Regions from separate parts of the Capra hircus genome. Here region 2 is linked to region 1. The links are chromatin contacts, called in public Hi-C maps. All regions are on one chromosome and are shown on one strand. Each heading gives the region's core, a stretch centred on a gene start, on an enhancer-like site or on the middle of the called end of the contact. The rest is flanking DNA. Distances are from core to core; before and after follow the strand shown.

Region 1 (5,302 bases), core at 931-3,430:
GGAGAAAAATCCAGATCTTCTAAATCCTAGGTTATATCAGTGTTTCCTTCTTTGTATACCCTCTGCCACCCCCAACACACACTCAAAAAAAGAACAGATAAAATTTTTAAATCCCATAAAAAGAGGAATAAATGTGGTATTGTTTATAAGCAAATATAACTATTTTTAAGGACAGGTAGAGAGAGTAGAAAGGAGCAGGGGGAAGCAAATGCAGGTTAAAAATAGAAAAAAGAGAAAAGAAATGGGAGGGGTGGGGAAAACACAAAGGAAGAAAGTAAACATGTCAAGAGGGATCATATTCATATTGAAACAGAAGTTCTGGATTTTCCAGGCTAGTGTAGGACAATCAGATCCCCCAGCGAAGGAGTATTCAAACATCATGTCCCTTCATTCTGTCCTGCTGATCCTTGTACTTAGTAATTTACAAAGAGTTCTGTAGCATGTTTCAAAGTCAAAGTAGGCAAAAATAAAAACGAAAAAACCCCAAGAGTTTCATAGTTTTAAGATTGTTCAAAATGTCTTTCTCCTGAGAGCGAATGTGTTATTCTTCTGACACAAGAGGGCGCTATTTCTTCAGTTTATAATATTTATGGTATGGCCATTCCTATGGAAGAAAACTTGGTCTGCGGAACTCATAGGGCTTCCCAGGTGGCGCTGGTGGTAAAGAACTCGCCTGCCAATGCAGGAGAGGTTAAGAGGCTCGTCGGATCCCTGGGTCGGGAAGTCCCCCGAGAAGGGCATGGCAACCCACTCCAGTATTCTTGCTTAGAGAATCCCAAGTACCAAGTGAACAATGTCAAGGGTTTCAGAGCCTGCTAGCTGGCCACAGGGCTGCTGGTTGGAACATCCTTGAAATCAGAACCCACTACATCTCATTTATCTATGCAATGGCAGGATTAGTATCTAGAATCAAGGACCTGTGAACCGGAAAAAGTTACCTAAACTCTTCTTAGCCTAATAAGTGTGTTAGTCGCTCAGTCGTGTCCAACTCTTTGCCACCCCATGGATCATAGCCCAGCAGGCTCCCCTGTCCATGGAATTTTCCAGGTAAAAATACTGAGGTGGGTTGCCATTCCCTTCTCCAGGGGATCTTCCTGACCCAGGGATCAAACCCATGTCTTCTGCATTGCAGGCAGATTCTTTACCATCTGAACTACTACGGGCTCCTTTTAGCCTAATGATGAAAGTATTAACTCATAGAGTTGTGGGGAAGATTAAACGGGACGATCAATCTAAAGTATCTGACAACTTGCGACACATAGTAGGGATTCAATGAGCAGAAGTTATCACTTTGTTGCTTAGCACGGCTGACATATAGTGGTGCTTAATACGTGTTTCAGTGAATTAACGAATGAAATGTGTAGAATCATGAAGATTTTCCTGCACTGAGGAATCCAAATATTTTCAAGGTTTTTAAATGTGGAATCCGATAGTTGAATCACCTCAGGGCAAAGCAATCAGTCTGTCTGGATAAGATAATTCTGTCAATCTTCTCTACTCTTTTGAGAAAGCAGAGATCGGAGGGGGTAAGTGATGTGCCCTTGGCTTCAGAGCTGATGAGGGAAGCAGGATGAGACTGACTCTTGAGTCCTAGCTCAAGATTTAATTAACCATTAGGGACCTGTCGGACCAGCTGGGAGGGTGGGAGGACCGGAGGATGGGAAGGCAGGTCTTAATAGGCTGATCCTAGAAAACAAATAGGCTTTGGGCTTGGTTTCAACATGCTTACGAAGGCCACCTTTACACAAGTGACCTCACCCAGGTGTGGAAAGAACCAGAACCACAAAAGAGCTTCTTGTTTGTCCCGGGGCAAACTGAGGCTGCGCTTAGAGGCTCAGTCCCGTCTGAGTCTTTGCGACCCTATGGACTGTAGCCCACCAGGCTCCTCTGTGCTTGCGATTCTCCAGGCAAGAATACTGGAGTGGATTGCCGTGCCCTCCTCGGGGCAATCCATAATTGGCTTCTAATCTGAAGGGATCTGTAGGAAGCGGCTCTCACTTCTCCAAATATGCTTCTTCCTGTGTCACAAGAAGCCTTGGGTCACCTCCTTCCTTTGTGCAACAAAACAGCGATTCTGTCTCTGCTCTTTTTCTTTCCTGTTACAATTTGCTTTGCCTTTTCCGGGGCCCGATCCTCAGGACACAGCCCTGCTGCAGCCTCGGCTGGGTCTGTCAGCAGCCTCCCTGGGTTTCCTGACCTGCACAGAACAGCAGAAGACTGCTGAGCCCCGAGGCCCCTCCCTTTCCCTGAATAAAACAGGCTTCCCTGGGGTGGTCCAACCCCTCTGCTTTTGATCTGCCAGCAGGAAGCAATAAAAGGCACTTTCCACGTGCCTGTAGTAACTGCATTTTCCATATACAAAAACAAGGTTCATTACCCAACCAGGACAAGTGCCATTCTAAGGACTTTGGAACAAAAGACGTGAAACTGAACCGTGCCAGAAATCCCAGGATGGCTAGTTGCCATGCACAGTCCTCGTGGAAAATTGCTCCTCTGGGGAATGCCTGCTGGAAGTGCCATCTGCTTTTGCCACAGATTCAAGGCTGTGACTGTAACTCACATACTGGCCGTAGTAGGACTTTGGTTAACTCCGGCTCAGATTCTACTAGGAAACCAGGGCTGAACGGCTGTGTGCAGGAAACCTCTTTCCTGGACTTCGCTTGCTTGTTTTATCTGTGTAAAGATCCTATTCCCATGGGGGCTTTGCAAGATGTTTTTCACCTTCAACTCAGTTATGATTCTTTTAAACATATCAATCCAAGGAGGGGAGGAGGGAATGGGGAGTAATTACTAACGGGCACTAGTTTCTTTCTGGGGTAATGAAAATGTTCTAAAATTAGATTGTGGTGGTGCTTGCACTCTGAACATATTAAAAGCCATTGAACTATACATTTTAAATGGGTAAAATGTATGTGAACTATATCTCAGTAAAACTATTAAAATTTTTCAAAAATTCAATCCAATGACTTAAGAATATGCAATACATGTCAGGTACTAGGTTGTGTAGTGCTGAAGATAAAGTGGTGAAAATGCCATTCATTCCAACTGGTTGGTTCTCTACTATGGCCATGAAATTGAAATAGGAGGAAAAGGGACAGGACAAAACCTTTGAAAGAACGACATAGCCCAAGGGCACAGCATAAACTGAACAGAACCAAATGGGTCCAAGATGACAGACAAGGCAACTTGACTAAACCTTGACACTCGGCATAAACTCATTGTAACATGTCGGCAAGCTAAATGACAGGGTTAGAGCTGCCACGGCAGTTCCATCAGAGAAAACTGGACAGTGGCCAAACACCTGGAAATCCCAACCTTTCCCCCACAATAGTTGGAATAGTTCCGCCACTCGTTAGCCTATGAAATTTCCCAGTCCATAAAAGCTAATGACACCACATTTGGGGGCTGCACTCGCCCTCTGTGGCAGCCCACCTTCTGTCTGTGGAGTGTTTTTCACTGAATAAATCCACTTCTTACCTATCACTCTTTCACTGAATTCTTTCTGCAATGAGATATCAGGAACCTGGGCTTCATTAGGTCCTGAAACCTGTGATCTCAGTTGGAAGACCGTGAGTTTTGGCTGGGTTTGAGTCCCAGGACATGGGCTCAAGTCCCAATCTGAGTGAAATGGTTTCAAAGCCATGCTTATCCTCTGGGGAGGACCCAATGACTGCTGGAGTGGCTTCTACCCTTCCACATTCAACTATTATAAAAATAATCACAGTGTGGTAAAATGAGAGCCAGACTTGGCATCAGAGGTCTTGGGTCTTCAAACTTTGCCTCTTCCACTTGATAGCTGTGTTATTACTAGGCAAGGCAGATTTTCAACCTCCAACTCCTCATCTGTCAGTAAGGAAGTCATAATATCTGCGGGCAGTGCGGTTGAGTGGGAAATAAATGCTGGCAAGTTGTCTAGGTACCTGGAACATAATAGACGTTGAAGATTTCCTTCCTTCTTTCCTTCCTTAAGGAGCATAAGGAAATTGTTGTTCAGTTGTTAAGCCGTATCCGACACTTTGTGACCTTGTGACCCCACGGACTGGCTCCCCTGTTCTTCATTGTCTCCTGGAATTTGCTCAGATTCATGTCTATTGAGTTGTTGATGCTTTCTAGCCATCTCCTCCTCTGCCACCCCCTTCTTTTGCCTTCAATCTTTCCCAGCATTAGGATCTTTTCCAATGAGTCGGCTCTTTGCATCAGGTGGCCTAAGTATTGAAGCTTCAGCTTCAGCATCAGTCCTTCCAGTGAATATTCAGGGTTGATTTCCTTTAGGATTGACTGGTTTGATCTCCTTGCAGTCCAAGGGTCTCTCAAGAGTCTTCTCCAGCAGCATAATTCAGAAACATCAGTTCTTCAGCTCTCAGCCTTCTTTATGGTCCAGTTCTCACATCCATACATGACTGCTGGGAAAATCACAACTTTGAATGTGGACTCTTGTTGACAAAGTGATGCCTCTGCTTTTTAATATACCGTCTAGGTTTGTCATAACTTTCCTTCCAAGGAGCAAGCGTCTTTTAATTTTATGACTGAAGTCACTGTCCATAGTGATTTTGGAGCCCAGGAAATAAAGTCTATCACTACTTCCACTATTTCTCCATCTATTAGACATGAAGTGATGGGACCAGATGCCATGATCTTCATTTTTTGAATGTTGAGTTTTAAGCCAGCTTTTTCACTCTCCTCTTTTACCCTCATCAAGAGGCTCTTTAGTTCCTGTTCTTTTTGCTATTACAGTGGCATCATCTGCATATCTGAGGTTCTTGATATTTCTCCTGGCAATCTTGATTCCAGTTTGTGACTCATCTAGCCCAGCATTTTGCTTGATATAGTCTGCATTTAAGTTAAATAAGCAGGGTAACAATATACAGCCTTGACATACTCCTTTCCCAATTTTGAGCCAGTCAGTTGTTCCATGTTCAATTCTAACTGTTGCTTCTTGACCTGCATACAGATTTCTCAAGAGACAAGTAAGGTGGTCTGGTATTCCCATTTCTTTAAGAATCTTCCACAGTGTGTTAAAATAGTCAATGGTTTTAGCACAGGCAGTGAAGCAGAAGTTGATGTTTTTCTGGAATTTCCTTGCTTTCTCTATGACTCAAAGGATGTCGGCAATTTGATCTTTGGTTCCTCTGCCTTTTCTAAATCTAGTTTATATACCTGGAAGTTCTTGGTTCGTGTACTGCTTGAAGGATTTTGAGCAAACCCTTACTAGCTTGTGAAATGAGCACAATTGTATGGTAGTTCAAACATTCCTTGACATTGCCTTTCTTTGGGATTGGAATGAAAACTGACCTTTTCCAGT
Region 2 (5,302 bases), core at 780-3,279, 220 kb after region 1:
GCCCAAGAATTATGGTTGGCCTAGGACTGTCTTGGTGCCTGTGAGTGTGTCATTTATTATCATGGTTGTAGTTGTGCTCACATGTGTCTGAATCTCTGCAGCCTCACGGACTGTAGCCCACCAGGCTCCTCTGCCCCTGGAAAAATTTCCCAGGCAAGAATACTGGAGTGGGTTGCCATTTCCTTCTCCGGCGGAATCTTTGCAGATCAGGGATTGAACCAGCATCTCGCGCATAGTGGGTGGATTCTTTACTGTTGAGCCACCAGGGGAGATCTAGATCCTCCTCCTACATAACACTATACCTTTGAGTTCTGCAGGAAGTAAGGTCCCCACTCAGGTGAAGGATGTTGACCCTCCTGACTTCAATCAGCTAAAGCTTGGACTCTGTCAACCTCCATGCCTGAATTCTATGCTGAACTCTCCTCTGCTCAAGCCCCTTCATACATATGTATGTATTCTTCACTTAAAACTTCCCCAGTTTTGCTAGTGGGGAAATGCTGCTTTGGGAAATATTCTCAATGTTCTCCTTACTTGCTGCAAGTAATAATAAATCTTTCCTCCTCCTGATCTTTGGCTTGTTTGTAACTATTGGTTTGACATCCAACAAGAGGCAAAACCAGTTTGGGGGTAACAGTTGTACCATAAAGTTGTAACTTGTTTCTGGATATGTAGGTTGTTTCCAGTTGTCTTGTTTTGAAACTTCCCTTGTGGTCCTGTGAGTAAGACTCTGTGTACTTCAGGAGGCATGGTTTCAGTTGTTGGCCTGCTTGCTGTGTGGCCAAAAAAAAAAAAAAGTTGTACAACCAGTTGTCTTGTTTTGTCTATCATATGTGGTAACATAATTGTGTTTGTCCATACGTACTCTTTAAAAAAAAATGCCCAAAGAGGTGATCATCTCCCCTCCCCCTCCTCACATCCTGGCAGAAGGCTGCTCTCAAGTCAGACCAAGTCTGGTTACAAGGAAAACAACTGGGGCAGAAGGCAGGAAGGAGCTCTAGAACCTCCGGGAGACACGGCTGTGTTTACAAGAAGGAAGTACAAATCTTTCAAGTTCTGAGAGTCCTAGGAGAGCAGCTGCTTCCAGCATCTGTTTCCTTCTGAAAATAGGATGTTAAACTATTGTCTCTTTTTGGCTCAGGGTTTGGATTTAAGAATCCATCCATTCCTTCACTGTGGGTTTTATGGGTCTGGTCTTTTTTATTCCAGAATGTAAGAAAGGGATTTTTTTTTTTTTTTCCTAATCTCCCAACATCTGGGAAGAGGAAGTTGGACAGGTTTCATATTCTCACATTTGTTTTCAATTCCTGCCCTCCAGTGCTATGTGTCTGATACATTTGTGGTTACTTTTCCCTTTGGGGCATTAAGTAATTTCAGGCATGTGTACATGAATCACTGCTCTGCTGTGGGCACGGGTTGGGGTGGGGATAGGGTAAGGGAGGAGGTTAACTTGCTTAAGACCTGAGGTTGCCCTTCCCCTGTTAAGGACTCCATGGAGACTGAGTTTTGAAACTAGATTCAGTCTAGGTTCTTTCTCTTGCTTTGAATAAAATTGGTTGTGGGAAGGGGAGGACTTTGTTTTTTGCATAAGCTTTTTATTTTTTTATTTTTTGGTCTCATCACATGGCACGTGGGATCTTAGTTCCCTGACCGGAGATGAAGCCCAAACCCCCTGCAGTGGAAGTGTAGAATCTTAACCACGTTTTGTATTTTAATTGCAGTTTATTTCAATTAGATAAATGAAATATAAAATCTAAACCTATTTTGTAGGGCCTCTCTTAGAATGTACAATAGGCTCAGAGGAATATGGATCATTTTGCAAAGAGATGTCCTTGCTCTTACTGGCCCAGAAGAACCCTGGAGACTTTGTTTATAACATATCTGAGTGTTCCTATCTGGTTAAAAGCCCCGATCTTTTTTACATGTAAGTCATTGCTGAAGGAAGTGGATCTGGCAGGGGGGGAAATGGCTCTGAAAAGTGCATTCAAGGATCTTGGTCCCAAAGAATGTGAAACATCTGTGGAGCATGGGGCTGCTGGCAGACAGCAAGTGCCACGCCGCCTGTATCCTGCAGCAGTTGAAGCAGCTAAACCAGGGTCCCATGTAAAAGGATATGAGCCAGCACTGCGTCATCAGGAAGGTGCACACACCTCAGAGGGTGCAGCGTGGCTCCTGAGCACAGGACCCTCGGGACACGCCAGGCTCAGACAGGAGGCTCAGCTCATGACTGAATGTTGGCTAAATGGGCTTGGGCAAGAGAGAAAACAGCCCAAGGGAGAAAAATGAAGCAAACTTAGGAGGAGAGCTAGCACTTGGCTGGAAATAACTGGCCTCCTTTCATGTCCTCCCTCGAAAATACCATGAGAGAAAGTGAAAGATTTAGGTTCATTATGAATTTTCTATTTCAATTAACTTCAAGCTTGTAGACTGTGACTCTCCAAGGGCCACCCTTCAGGCCTCCTCCTCCCTATGGCCAGCATGCATTAAAGTCATTGCAGAATGCCAGCCCTGCCTGCAGAGGCGAAGGCCCAGTAAAGCAACCTCACCACTGTATGACTTGGGCATTAGACTAACATGAGATCTCTTATTAAGCATTAGTTTGGCATCCTGGAATCACATTAAATGGAGAAATATTGGGTTGGCCAAAAACTTTGTTCAAGGTTTTCCATAAGATGTTACAAAAACCTGAACAAAATTCTTTGGCCAACCCAATACATATTGATAAAAGGCTTAGCTTAACTGGTGTGATACCTTTTCTCTTATGTAGTAATAATTACCCTCTGATCGAAGCTGGTGTTATTCTCTGTCATAGACATGTCCCAGCTCCATCGCCAGTGGTTCTGTTCTGGCATTTTAAGGTGAACGCTCTTATAGCACTGTCCTAGATAATAGCTACAGGCCGCATGAGACCATTAATTTAAATTAATTAAAATTAAATTTAAAATTCAGATCCTCAGTCTCAAGTGCTCACTAGTTACATGTGGCGAAGGACAGTGCAGGGAGAGAACATTTCCTTCATCACAGAAAATTCTGTTGGACGGTGATAGTGCAGACCACGCCAGAGTTATCGTTTTGAATAGTTGTGCCAGATTATACACACACACACACACATACACGCTCACATCATCTCCCCACACTCCTCTTTTCTCTTCCTATAGAGGAGTGAAAGTGAAGTGAAAGTCGTGCCTGGCTCCATGGACTATACAGTTCATGGAATTCTCCAGGCCAGAATACTGAAGTGGGTAGCCTTTCCCTTCTCCAGGGGATCTTTCCAATCCAGGGGTCAAACCCAGGTCTCCTGCATTGCAGGCGGATTCCTTACCAGGTGTGGTGGGTGGGAATACGAATATGCCTCACAGTGGCGGTCCTGGTGGTTGCCACTCTGCAGTGGATAGATGGAGCTCACTAGCGCCTACTGTGTCCCACACACTGGGGGTGTGTAGGATGCAACTGTGAAGACAGAGCATGCTGACAGCCTTCTAATGTTTGACCCTACACCAAGTGTACCCCCAAGGGGATAGAAAGATGAGGGAGACAGAATCCCTGCCCTTGACAAGCTCAGAGGAGACAGCCCCACCGTCACAGTGAGCTCTAGACAGTCACGTGCGAGCGGCTCCAAGGAGAAAGGATAAATGTCTGGGCAGTAAGGATGAACTGATAAGCCCAGCTCAAGGCCACAAACATTCGAAAGCAAGCTGGGAGAATCCTGAGAGACTTGGGTAAAGACCATTCCAGTTGGAAGGACCAACCCAAAGTTTCAAGGTGGGAGTGAGGCCCATGTGATTGCAGCATCAGATTTGGCGAAGAACCAGGTCTTGAACAGAACAGCTTTAGGCTATTGAAATAACAATGTTAAGGAAACGCCTGTGTCAGTCATGCATAAATGTGCAGTGATTCCCCAGTGGCTCAGCAGTAAAGAATCTGCCTGCAATGCAGGAGACTCAGGAGATGCAGGTTCGTGGGTTCAATCCCTGAGTCAGGAAGACTCCCTGATGAAGGAAGTGGCAACCCACTCCAGTATTCTTGCCAGGAAAATCCCATGGACAGAGAAGCCTAGCAGGCTATAGTCCATGGGGTCACAAGGAGTCAAATGACTAAGCACAGGTCTTGAAAGCCCCACATTCTAGGCTAAGAAATTGGAAAGTAGTCCTGAAGGCAAATAGGATTTTAAGTAGAGGAGTAACAAATGAGGATTTGCTTTTTAGCAAGCTTATGCTGCCAGTTGGTGGAGGATAGAAATCTGAAATTAAGAGGCCAGTGAATTATGTGGCTATTACAGAGCTTCATCAGATATGACAGAACCGGATTTTCAGCAGTGGTGGGAATGTAACTGGGAAAGGTTAATTTTGAATTTATGGCTCAGACGGTAAAGCGTCTGTCTACAATGCGGGAGACCTGGGTTAGATCCCTGGGTTGGGAAGATCCCCTGGAGAAGGAAATGGCAATCCACTCCAGAACTATTGCCTGGAAAATTCCATGGACTGGTAGGCTACAGTCCATGGGGTTGCAAAGAGTCGGACACGACTGAGCAACTTCACTTCACTTCATGCTGGATCTACTTCTGTGACTTTAACCCTCATCTTGCCGTTTTTCTTATTGTAGGCATACCTAATGTGAAGGACTGTAAGGAAGTAAAACTAACACACTCCTCAGCCTGAGGTTTGCCATTCTAGAGGACATTTGCAAGGATTAAATAGTCTTTTTACTTTGTTTCCTCACTTCCCCTCATCTGTGATACATAAAAGAAACTGGCAATCAGGCCTAACAAGATGGTTATTTTGAGGAACTAGCCTGCCATCTTCTTGGTCAGCCGGCTCACCAATAAAGTCCCTTCTTCATCCCAATACCTCATCTCAGATTTATTGGCCTATCGTACAGTGAGCAGAGCGAGTTCAAACTTGGTAACAGAGAAGAGATGAGAAGGAGGGATCTGAGAGGTATTAGGCAGAACATTAAAGGACATTGGTAGGATATGACGAGCTGATGAATTAAAGACAGAAGAGTCATGATGATCAGTGGCTGGGACCATCAACAGAGATGACACACTGTGTCATGGGTGACCTTAGGTGGGGTTGAAAAGCTGGAGCTGCAAGGCTGGGGATGGGTGGGAGGGAACAGGAAGTGAATATAATTCTTACAGTAAGTAACAGGAAACATGCAAGTGTTTGAAACTTTTCAGTCCTTAGTTTATGCAGCCTCTTTCTATTTATTTGTTCATTTTGAATGTTCTCCTTGAAAAGCCAGTCTCTGATTTCAGTATCTACTATTCTAATATCTTTCAAGTCAGAGCCCTTATCTCTGTCTC

Evidence for each region. A called contact is a pair of places that touch in the nucleus more often than the background predicts.
Region 2: a contact with region 1 is called in a Hi-C map of liver, with 6 times the contacts expected there. The contact joins two enhancer-like sites. A contact is called at or near these places in 2 of 5 Hi-C or Micro-C datasets (blood and liver).

What each region holds. Positions count from the first base shown.
Region 1 is chr3:118,968,666-118,973,967 of ARS1.2, forward strand. No RefSeq gene overlaps it. Among named protein-coding and RNA genes, the nearest start is that of RCSD1, 33 kb to the right of the region's middle. Within about 2 kb of position 2,181, at least 2 of the 5 cell types and tissues checked have an H3K27ac peak or open chromatin away from gene starts, as enhancers often do.
Region 2 is chr3:119,189,767-119,195,068 of ARS1.2, forward strand. No RefSeq gene overlaps it. Among named protein-coding and RNA genes, the nearest start is that of ADCY10, 100 kb to the right of the region's middle. Within about 2 kb of position 2,030, at least 4 of the 5 cell types and tissues checked have an H3K27ac peak or open chromatin away from gene starts, as enhancers often do.